Linked DNA regions of Sus scrofa: region 1 is linked to region 2. A link is a contact called in public Hi-C data. All regions are on one chromosome and are shown on one strand. Each heading gives the region's core, a stretch centred on a gene start, on an enhancer-like site or on the middle of the called end of the contact. The rest is flanking DNA. Distances are from core to core; before and after follow the strand shown.

Evidence for each region. Hi-C and Micro-C count contacts between places; a contact is called where the count stands out from the background.
Region 1: a Hi-C map of liver shows a contact between it and region 2, with 7 times the contacts expected there. The contact joins the promoter of C9H1orf74 here to the promoter of DIEXF in region 2. A contact is called at or near these places in 1 of 5 promoter capture datasets (liver), 7 of 47 Hi-C or Micro-C datasets (alveolar macrophages, heart right ventricle, liver and 1 more) and 2 of 2 datasets of contacts at active chromatin or transcription factors (alveolar macrophages and skeletal muscle).

Annotation. Positions count from the first base shown.
Region 1 is chr9:133,185,107-133,190,071 of Sscrofa11.1, forward strand. It overlaps C9H1orf74 (UPF0739 protein C1orf74 homolog), which reads left to right and starts at 2,765. Exons shown (of 3, transcript XM_021063892.1): 1 at 2,765-2,969; 2 at 3,598-4,516. The coding sequence starts at 3,693. The coding sequence ends at 4,484. TRAF3IP3 (TRAF3-interacting JNK-activating modulator) reads right to left here. Exons shown (of 15, transcript XM_021063884.1): 15 at 4,914-4,965.
Region 2 is chr9:133,139,558-133,144,120 of Sscrofa11.1, forward strand. It overlaps DIEXF (digestive organ expansion factor homolog), which reads right to left and starts at 1,701. Exons shown (of 12, transcript XM_003130420.6): 1 at 1,486-1,701; 2 at 676-715. The coding sequence starts at 1,592. It overlaps LOC102159985 (a long non-coding RNA gene), which reads left to right and starts at 1,727. Exons shown (of 3, transcript XR_305746.3): 1 at 1,727-1,862; 2 at 3,853-3,920.

The DNA.
Region 1 (4,965 bases), core at 1,515-4,014, 47 kb after region 2:
AGGTATAGAAACTATATATGGGGGGCATTTTGTTGAGTGTGTGAAGTGAGGGATTTGGTCTTGATGTCTGGCTGCCTCTGTTTCTGCAGAGCTCAAAGAAAGAACTCACAGCAAATAAACTGAGAGGGCAACTGCTGGGTCTAGACTGGCCCCTCTTCCTTATTCTGGGAGAGGCTAACAGCCAGGCTGTTCATCTGGATGGGGGCTCAGATAATAAGTGCCAAAAAGGATTGAACTCTTAGTATGTGACTGTAGTGACAAGTTTATGCTCAGAGGAACGGATGAGTGGTTATGCGGTCTTAATAGCACAGTTTCGGAGTTCTCGTTGTGGTGCAGTGGTTAACGATCTGACGAGACATGGTTGCAGTCGATCGCTGCCTGCCAGTGGTTAACGATCCGGCATTGCCGTGAGCTGTGGTGTAGGTCGCAGACGTGGCTCTGGCGTAGGCTGGCAGCTACAGCTCCGATTCGACCCCTAGCCTGGGAACCTCCATATGCCGCAGGAGCGGCCCAAGAAATGGCAAAAAGACAAAAAAAAAAAAAAAAAAAAAAAAAAATAGCAGTTTCTTCTTTCCCCATCCCCGTCCTTTTCAGAACACTGGCAGAGTGCACGCAGGGCTCCCTCTCTGGTCCTGATGCCAGGTATCCTTTCTTGGAGACTCAGTCGGCTCTCCCCTTTGGTGGCGACACCACTCACTCCCTTGGTGTTTTTAACTTCCTTGCCTTCACCTTGCTTAGGGCTGGGAAGGGAGTTAGGTGTGTCACCAGCTTTTTGTTTTTGTCACTGTCCACCCCACTGAACTAGATTAGTTGTAGGCATAAATGGGGAGGGCAAGGCTTGGATCTAGGCTGGCCTCTCACCCATATAGTTAGGTCCCTGGCTATATGTTCCCATAGCACCCTATACTTCCTCTTTCAGAATAATCAATTCCCTTGCAATTGTTCAGCATTCGTGTCCTGCCTGACTACTTCAAGTTTGTAAACTTGCTGAAGATAGGGACTGTTTGTCTTGGACTTTGCTGCCAGCTCTTAGCACAGTGTCTGGTACCTAGTGTGTTCTCAGATATTTATGGTTAGAATAAATGAACTAAGTCATTTTAGGGACTGACTGCTAACTACTGTGAGAAATTAAAATAAATATGGGGAAGGAAAAAAGTCCTAAAATTAGCTTCTAGTCTCTGCTTCTGAGTCCCTCTGAGTTAAGAACCAGGGTTAGAATGGGAGCCCCTACAAGCTTGCCCTCCTTGCAGGCTGGCCCCACCTTTATTCCTCAGGGGTCTCTACACAGTCTGCAGATACTACTAAGATGGAGCCTGTGTAGGCGCCTGCAGTTCCCTTAGCCTTTGCCTATTTATTATCTATCAATGAACTTCGGCCATTTATTCAGAGACAAATTTTTTCAAGAAATTCTTTCCCTCTGTGAGATGGGTCATAATGCTGGTAAAGAAGTTAAACTTTCAGTGAAATAACTGTTTTTACCTGATGATTTGATTGAAAAGTGTTTAGGGGGTTCCGTTGTGGCTCAGCGGTTCATAAACCCGACTAGTATCCATGAAAACATGGGTTCGAACCCTGGCCTCGCTCAGTGGGTTAAGGATCCAGCGTTACTGTGAGCTGTGGTGTAGGTCAAAGACACCGCTCAGATCCCACATTGCTGTGGCTGTGGGGGAGGCTGGCAGCTATAACTATGATTCCACCCATAGCCTGGGAACTTCCATATGCCACGGGTGCAGCCCTAAAAAGACAACAACAACAAAAAAAAGTGTCTGCATCTCTGCCTCTTATTTCTCACTTTGAAGTCAGCAAACAGAATTCGACCAAACTGAGCTCCAGGAAGGAGGGGTTTTTGTCTGTTATGTACACTGCAGTAAGTACCTCCAGCACCTAAAGCAGGCCTAGTACACATGTGTCCAGGGTGAAGACTCATGCCTTCACACCGTGCTTAGAAATGGCAAACCTGGAGTTCCCGTCGTGGCGCAGTGGTTAACGAACCCGACTAGGAACCACGAGGTTGCGGGTTCGACCCTGGCCTTGCTCAGTGGGTTAAGGATCCGGCGCTGTCGTGAGCTGTGGTGTATGTAGGTCGCAGACGCTGCTCGGATCCCGCGTTGCTGTGGCTCTGGTGCAGGCCGGCGGCTACAGCTCCAACTAGACCCCTAGCCTGGGAACCTCCATACGCCTCAGAAGAGGCCCTGGAAAAGGCAAAAAGACAAAAAGCAAACCTTGGCCAGGACACTTCTCCACCCACTTCTCAGACCTCAGCCTCTCAAATTTAGGATTTAGGCAGGTCAAAGCAAAAACAAAAAAAACTTTGCAGCACCACCCACAGGTGAAAGTATCACGCAAAACACGTCGCTTGCCTTGAGATATTTCGTTTGCAGGGGAAAGCGTCCTTCTCCAGACACAAATCAAAGGTGTTTCTGCTCGGCGTGCCCCGCTTCTGCCTCCCTGGTCAAACGGGACACTGGACTTAAAAACAACACACAAGCGAAGAGCTGGCGGCTTCAACCGGTCCCGCCTCCTTCCGTCCACTCCCTTCCCTTCCTCTTCCGGCGCAGGGGGGCGGGGCCGGGATCAGCCGGGCCGGAAGGGGCCGGACCTCAGGCACCAGCACTTCCGGTATGCAGCCGCGCGGCCTGCCGGTGGTTCCTACGCGGGGAGCGCGAGAGGACCGGGTGACGTTACGGAAAGCGGCGGGACAGGGCATGTGCTGGGCATGCGCAGCAGGCAGACCTCGCCTCCCCGGCCCCTGCGGGCGGTAAGGGACCTCCCCTTGCGGGCGGGACTTCTAGCTTCGCGGCGGAGCACAGGGTCTCGCGGCCTTCCGGGCAGCGGGCAGGAAACTGGAAGGGGTTCCTGAGCCCGCGAATCTGCAGGGGAAGTAGAAGGACGTCTGTGTGTGCAAGGGAGACCTCTGCCTCATTTACTAAATCCCTGTACTGTGCCCAGGAAAGGGCGTGGGGGTTGAGGTGAGCCTGTCGTCCGAGGGCCAGTGACTGTCCACCAGTAGGGGGAGGCGGGGCCTGCAGAAGTTGCAAGACAAGCCTCTTGCAGTTCCAGCCAATTTAACTTATTTACTTTGTGTCTCAACATGAGATGTTTGGTAGTCCACATTCTAGTGTGTATCGTTTAATCAGACCGCTATTCTTACAACTATTCTTGGCCGGAAGAGAAAGAGGAGTTGGCAATGAAAAGAGTACATGTGGAACCTACTCTGTCTCAGAGGACAGTTTTAGGTGAAATGCTCTGAATTTTGCCAGAGAGTGCTCTGCTTCTTTTCGGCCCCGACCTCCTTCAGGTGTGAATCAGAGAAGGTAAATTACAACAGGAAAATTTAGGAGGGAAGCCAGAGAGAGTGTAAATATAACCTTAAGGCCAGAGAGACAGTTGAATTTGGAACTAAGAGAGACTAAGTCACCAAAAAATCAGGGTGCCATTGGTGATGCCGTTTTATCTGGGCTGGGTTAGCATTCCAAAGCAGAGGGAGGGGAAGTGACCTCTGGAAGATGCTGTAAGACTTAAGGGAAGGCTATTGTCAGGTTTCCTGGTATGTCACTGGCTGGTGCTAATAATCCCCTGCTACTGCTTTGTTTTTAGGCCCTTCTTCAAGTGTCTGGAGCTCAGAGATGCAGCCCAGGGGAGGGAACTGTGACTAGTTAAGGAGGCCATGCTTACTGTTGCTTCCAGAGTCCATGTCAACACTGAGTCTTCAGCTGCTGGTGGCAGCTGCTCAGCAGACCCTGGGCATGGGGAGGAGCCGGGGCCCACCCCGAGCCGTGTGCCTTCATCTAGCCGGAGAGGTGCTGGCTGTGGCCAGGGGACTTAAGCCAGCTCTGCTCTATGATTGCAACTGTGCAGGGGCAGCAGAGCTCCAGAGCTATCTGGAGCAGCTGCAGGGCCTGGGCTTCCCGACCCGGGGGCTTCACATTCTTGAGATTGGAGAAGACAGCCTGATTGTCTGTCCTGAGCGTGTGTGTCAGCACTTGGAGCAGGTGCTGCTTGGTTCCGTAGCCTTTGTGGATGTTTCCAGCGCTCAGCCTCACCCTTCCGTCTGCTCCCTGGACCAGCTTCAGGACTTGAAGGCCCTCCTGGCTGAGATCATCGCTCATTTGCAGGGACTGAAGACGGACCTGTCCCTGGCAGTCTCCAGCAGCAGGCTCTGTTCCTCAGACTGGAATCTCTGTACTGTGTTTGGGATCCTCCTGGGCTATCCTGTCCCCTATACCTTTCACGTGAGCCAGGGAGGTGACAATTGCTTAGCCCTGACTCCACTACGGGTATTCACTGCCCGGATCTCTTGGCGACACAGTCAACCACCAGTCTTGCTCTATTCCTTTAGCGTCCCAGAGAGCTTGTTCCCGGCCCTGAGGGACATTCTAAATACTTGGGAGAAGGACCTTAGAACTCGATGTAGGACTCAGAATGACTTTGCTGACCTCAGCATCTCCTCCGAGGTGGTCACCCTGCCTGCTGTGGCCCTCTGACTGTAACTCTTTCCTCGCATAGAAGGTGCTCGGTAAGTGATCAGCTCTTGTTAAGGACGGCAAATAGGTATGATCTCAAGTACCAGACACTGGGGAAGAATGCTGTAATACATTTTCCATTTCTGTGCTAAGGGGTCCTCTGGATTTAGCTGAGATGTCTGTTGTTTTTTTCACTGGATGGAAGATAGAGGGAAGGATTGTGGAGAAGGAGGGAAGGTGCCGGAGGACGAGTAACGTGCCCGCGTGTGGAAGTGTACCCATCCCTGCCCTGTGTGCGGAGTGTCTGCCAGGGATCAAAGGGCCGGGCTTTGCTGCTTGTTGGTTTACCTCCAACGGACCTGGGCCAGGGAGAGTAGACCGGGTGGCTTAAGTGTCTTCTCTCTGAGTGATGTGTCACTCAGCAAAGAGCTGAGAGTTCTGAGGAACAAAGACTGTCAGGTGAAGTTTATTTGTTTGTTGTTACAGCAGAGTAGAAAAACAA
Region 2 (4,563 bases), core at 451-2,950:
GAAAATGGGGATTTTAAAAACAAAATTCATATTGTTCTCGTTGCTACTCCATGACGACCATCAGGCCCACAGTGCAAGAGGCTGAGACTTTTCTAAATAAAAATTAGCTTCTCTGCAAATATGCAATCTTATCTATTCAACCAAGCCTAGCACCAAATTTATTTGATAGCTAATCTAGCTATGATTCTAGAAGCTCTTCATCTTCTTTGAATTGCTAATCTTGCACAAGGAGAAAGTCTAAAAACAGAGCTTAGGTTGTCTGTATTAACCTATGTGTCAGATATTTGGCACATTTAAAGGAGCAAGAGGAAAAATTGCAACAAAAAATGCAGTAGTTTTTTTCTGCATTTGTGGTAATAAGACCTTTGATGACTTCGCACGCTATTGTATGTTAAGCAAACAAGGCATTCCCCTCTTAAGACTCACCAAGAGCCCTCTGCTTAACAGGTCCTAACAAGCTAATCTCTCACGACAACGTCAAACTTTGGGTACTGTATTAGTTATCACAATGGCATTTTAACCAACATCTGCATTCAAAGCTAAGCAACATTACCAAAATAAAAGCTTACATCTAAAATCGAAAAGAACGCAAGTGCAGGCAAACTGTACTATTATATAGAACCTTAAAAGTAACAACCCAGAATCAGTTATCATAAAGAAGGCATAAAGCATTACCAGGTGACAAATCTGTGGTTTTGCTTCCTTTCTGGAAACCCTGAGAAGAAATAGGCAATGTTAAACTCTTAACTACTAGTATTCGGCAATTAATAAAAATGTCTAAAGATAGGACTTTAAGTGAACATGGCAGACATTATAAACACATCATAACTACAGTCACGTAAAAACTCCGTAGGTACTGGGACGAGGATTGTACGAATGTGCCAAATAGAAAATAATCGATAAAAAAAAAAAAGTTTAACAAGGTCACATGACAAATAGCAGTCACACAATACCTGGCTCTCATCCAAAAAATGGGAAAACTGTCAAATAAAAGTCTTCGGGGTTCACCACTTCCAGCAAGTCCCTCTAATTGTTGATAAAGCGGCCTAAAGTGGTGGGATGAGCACTAAAGTAGGATCATAACTGAGAGTCTGGACACTTACAGAGGAACCCACAACTACCGAGACATCAGTTCCGTCACTGTCATTGAATTGATCGGTGATGTCGAAGGTCCCACGTGTGGGACCAATCCTTGGAAAGCACGCACACACACAAATTCAGAAAACCAGCCCCATAAGGAGGCGTGCGGTCTAGCATAGAGTTATCAGCTCAAAGTTAGACCCGTGAAGAACCGCATCTCAGGCGGAAGCCGCCAGTCTTCCCAGCCGACCAAGGCCGGCGCGGGGCGCGCAGGAAGCGGCGGGAGCTGCCCCGTCCCCGTCCCCGTCCCCGTCCCGGGGACCCGCGGACCGAGCGCCGAAAAGCACGCGGGCTCCCAGCGGGAGAAGACGCCGGCTGCCCTGGCCCCAGCCGCGCCCCTCCCACCTGTCGTAGAAGGGATGCTCCTCGCCGAAATCGCGGAGATGCTTCTTCTGCTTCTTAGTCAGAGTGTTGATCAGCTGGCTCTGGCTCCGGCTCCCGCGTTTGCCCATGGCGATCACAACTTCGCCCCCTTCCAAGGGGCCCGCTTTTCACCTGGAAGTAATCTCGCCAACCGACCCACGCGGGCTCGCCGGCAGCGCTTTACGGCAGAAGCAGCGTGCCATAAAGCAGGCCCGCTTTACGTCGCGCTTGTACGACAGGCGTTAAAACTTCCTGGTTTCCATTCCGCCCCCTGGCGACGCTCTTTGGAAGCACATGTACGCACGCCCATTTTTTCTCTGAGCCCCAGAAGGAAGGCGGACAGGCTTCGGCTTCCCCAGGTGGGTACAAAGGTGCGTGGTACTTTGCTCGTCACTTTCGGTTGTGAGAATCGGCCTGCGTAAACGTGTAGTAGTGGAGGTGGTTGAATGCAGTGCCTTTATATTATGCCACAATAAAAACGCAACCAGCCTTTAAGGGTGCGGGAGCATCTCAAGACTCCTCACAGCAGTTGACAAATAGGTCTTGTTCAAAAGCCTGCTATTTTAAATGAGAAAAGGGATGCTTAGAAAGGGTTACGTGCACACGAGCGAAAGAGGAGCTGGAAACCCAAGTCTGCTGCGACCACAGGTTTTTTCCCCTAGGATGTGCCACAGGTGTGGGGAGGCAAGGCTGAGATTCGCACCCTTGCCCTTCCCCTTCCCCTCATTTTACTGAAGTATTGCAGGATCCCCGGTAACTCATCTATTCCGACATTTTTCATGGTACTAGAGCAGAACTCCATCCGGAGAGGTAAAGTGATTTCCTAAGTCACCCAGAGAGACGGTGTTAGAGAAAGCAGTAAAGCCCAATCAGGTGTCCCAAGACCGAACTCGAAGCCGGACGGAGCACTTTCAAAGGGGAAGTAACTGGAGCTTCCACTGTGGCCCCGCGGATTAAGGACCTAACATGGTCTCCGTGAGGATGCAGGTTTGATCGCTGGCTTCCTTCAGTGGGTTAAACATTTGCCATGTAGTTCACAGGTGCAGCTCTGATCCGGTGTGGCTGTGGTGTAGGCTGGCAGTTACAGCTCTAATTTGACCCCTAGCCTGGGAACTTCCATGGCAGGTGCAGCCCTTAAAAAGAAAAAGAAAGGGCAGGGGTGGGGTGGGGGGTAGTAACTGTTCTATATCTTGATCATGGTGATAGTTACACCTTGTATAATTAAGAAAACAGTACGTTTGAAATTGGTACATTTTGGCTGTGGCTAGGCCAGCGGCTGCAGCTCCGCCTAGCCTGGGAACGTCCATATGCTGCAGGTTTGGGCCTAAAAAGCAAAATAAAATAAAATAATAAAATAAAACAGGTACATTTTAATGTAAGCAAATAATAACCTCAAGAAACAAAGAGAAAAAACAAACACCAACTGGACTTAACACTCCAGAAAGGTGTGTGCTCCTTAAAGACCGCAGTATCCACACAGAGAGACACTATTCCTGAGAGTAACTTACAGTGTCATGTCCTGTAAAAACAAAGTGCTTCTTCATAGACTGCAGAATTCACTTTAATGTTTAAGGTAGAACAAGAGCTTTCAAAGATAGCGTTCCCTGCCCTTGCTATTAGAGGAGCGCCTGTGGGAGCATTGGAGCTCTGTCCAATACCACGTCATGCCTCTAGAAGTTGCGATAGAACTATTCCAATCCTGTTCTTGGTGGTTTTAGTCACCGTTTCCTCCTCCTAATTAGATTCAGGGAGACCGGGGTGGGGTAGGGAGGGGAGGGAGGAAGAATCAAGAAAGTATGCAAACAGCAGGTAGTGCCAGCCGCTGGCCCAGCCAAGGAGCCCTTAAACAAACAGACATCTGTCTTCTGTCTAATTTCAAGATAAAAAGTACAGTCACTTATGTCAACAAAAGGCTGTTTGCAAAATGTCATCATATATTTGAAGGCACTCACCACAACATAACCTGGCGGTGACAATAAAGCCATCCTTTTTTTCTGCCCTCCCTCCATTCCAAGTGCCCCAGCTTCCCTCCCCAGAGGCAACCAGTGTCTTGGTGTTCTTCCAGAGATCTTCTATGAAAGAGCTATGCTCTTGAGGGCTTGAGGTGACGCCTTACTCTCTCCTGGTTTGCACGTCGTTGTCCTGTGGAAAGGTCTAGACGGTTCCCAGGTTTCGGACACAACTGGGCCCTGACTCCACCCACGAGGTCTCCTTCTTGGCACACTGAGCCATGGAGAAGGAGCCCGCCTCTGAAACTGTTTCTATTAGCCTTTGACAATGGAAAAGGGGCCGCTTGTGCAATTTTAACCCGTGCGTTCAGAATGTAAACCTTTTTGTTCCCGCCTCCAGGGAAAGTTCTTAGTAAAACCCACGCGAAGAAGATGCCTGTGCCAATTAGTAGAGTCCTTAGGAAGATGGTAAGAAGGCAGCATTGTTCTTCCCTTTCTTCTGCCCACACTCAGCCCTTCCTTTTCCCTCCTCCGAGCTTTTCCTTTTCCCTTCCCTTCAGGCGCTCAGTATTTTCACGGGGAAAAACAGTTCAGGAAATAATCTTTTATACTAGTTTGTAAAGAGATGCTGATGTTGCTTTTCCCTGGGTATTTTTCCATTCGGGGAGACCCCCTAGGATAATGATCTCAAGGGGTGGGAGGACGGCTGTCTCTTAGACAAGATTGTCAGACTATTCGGAAAGGTGTTAGTGTGTCTTTGTTAAATAACTTTTTCTTTGGAAAATTTCAAGTATACACCAAAGTAGACAAAATGGTACCAGGCCCCCCACATACCGATCCCTCAGCATCACCCCAAGAACATCTTGCTTCGTATGTACTCCTGCCCTTTACCCCTGACCCACTTTTTTATTTTATTATTTTGGAGCAAATCCCAGACATCCTATTTCATCTGTAAATAATTTTTAATATCTAAAAGATAAGCATTTTCTTCAACATAACCTCAGTGGCCCTATTTCACCCCAAGTAGGTGATAACAATTATTTAATATCATCATGTAACCTGTCAGTGTTCAAATTTCTAATTGTCTTTTAAATGCCATCTTTTTTTTTTT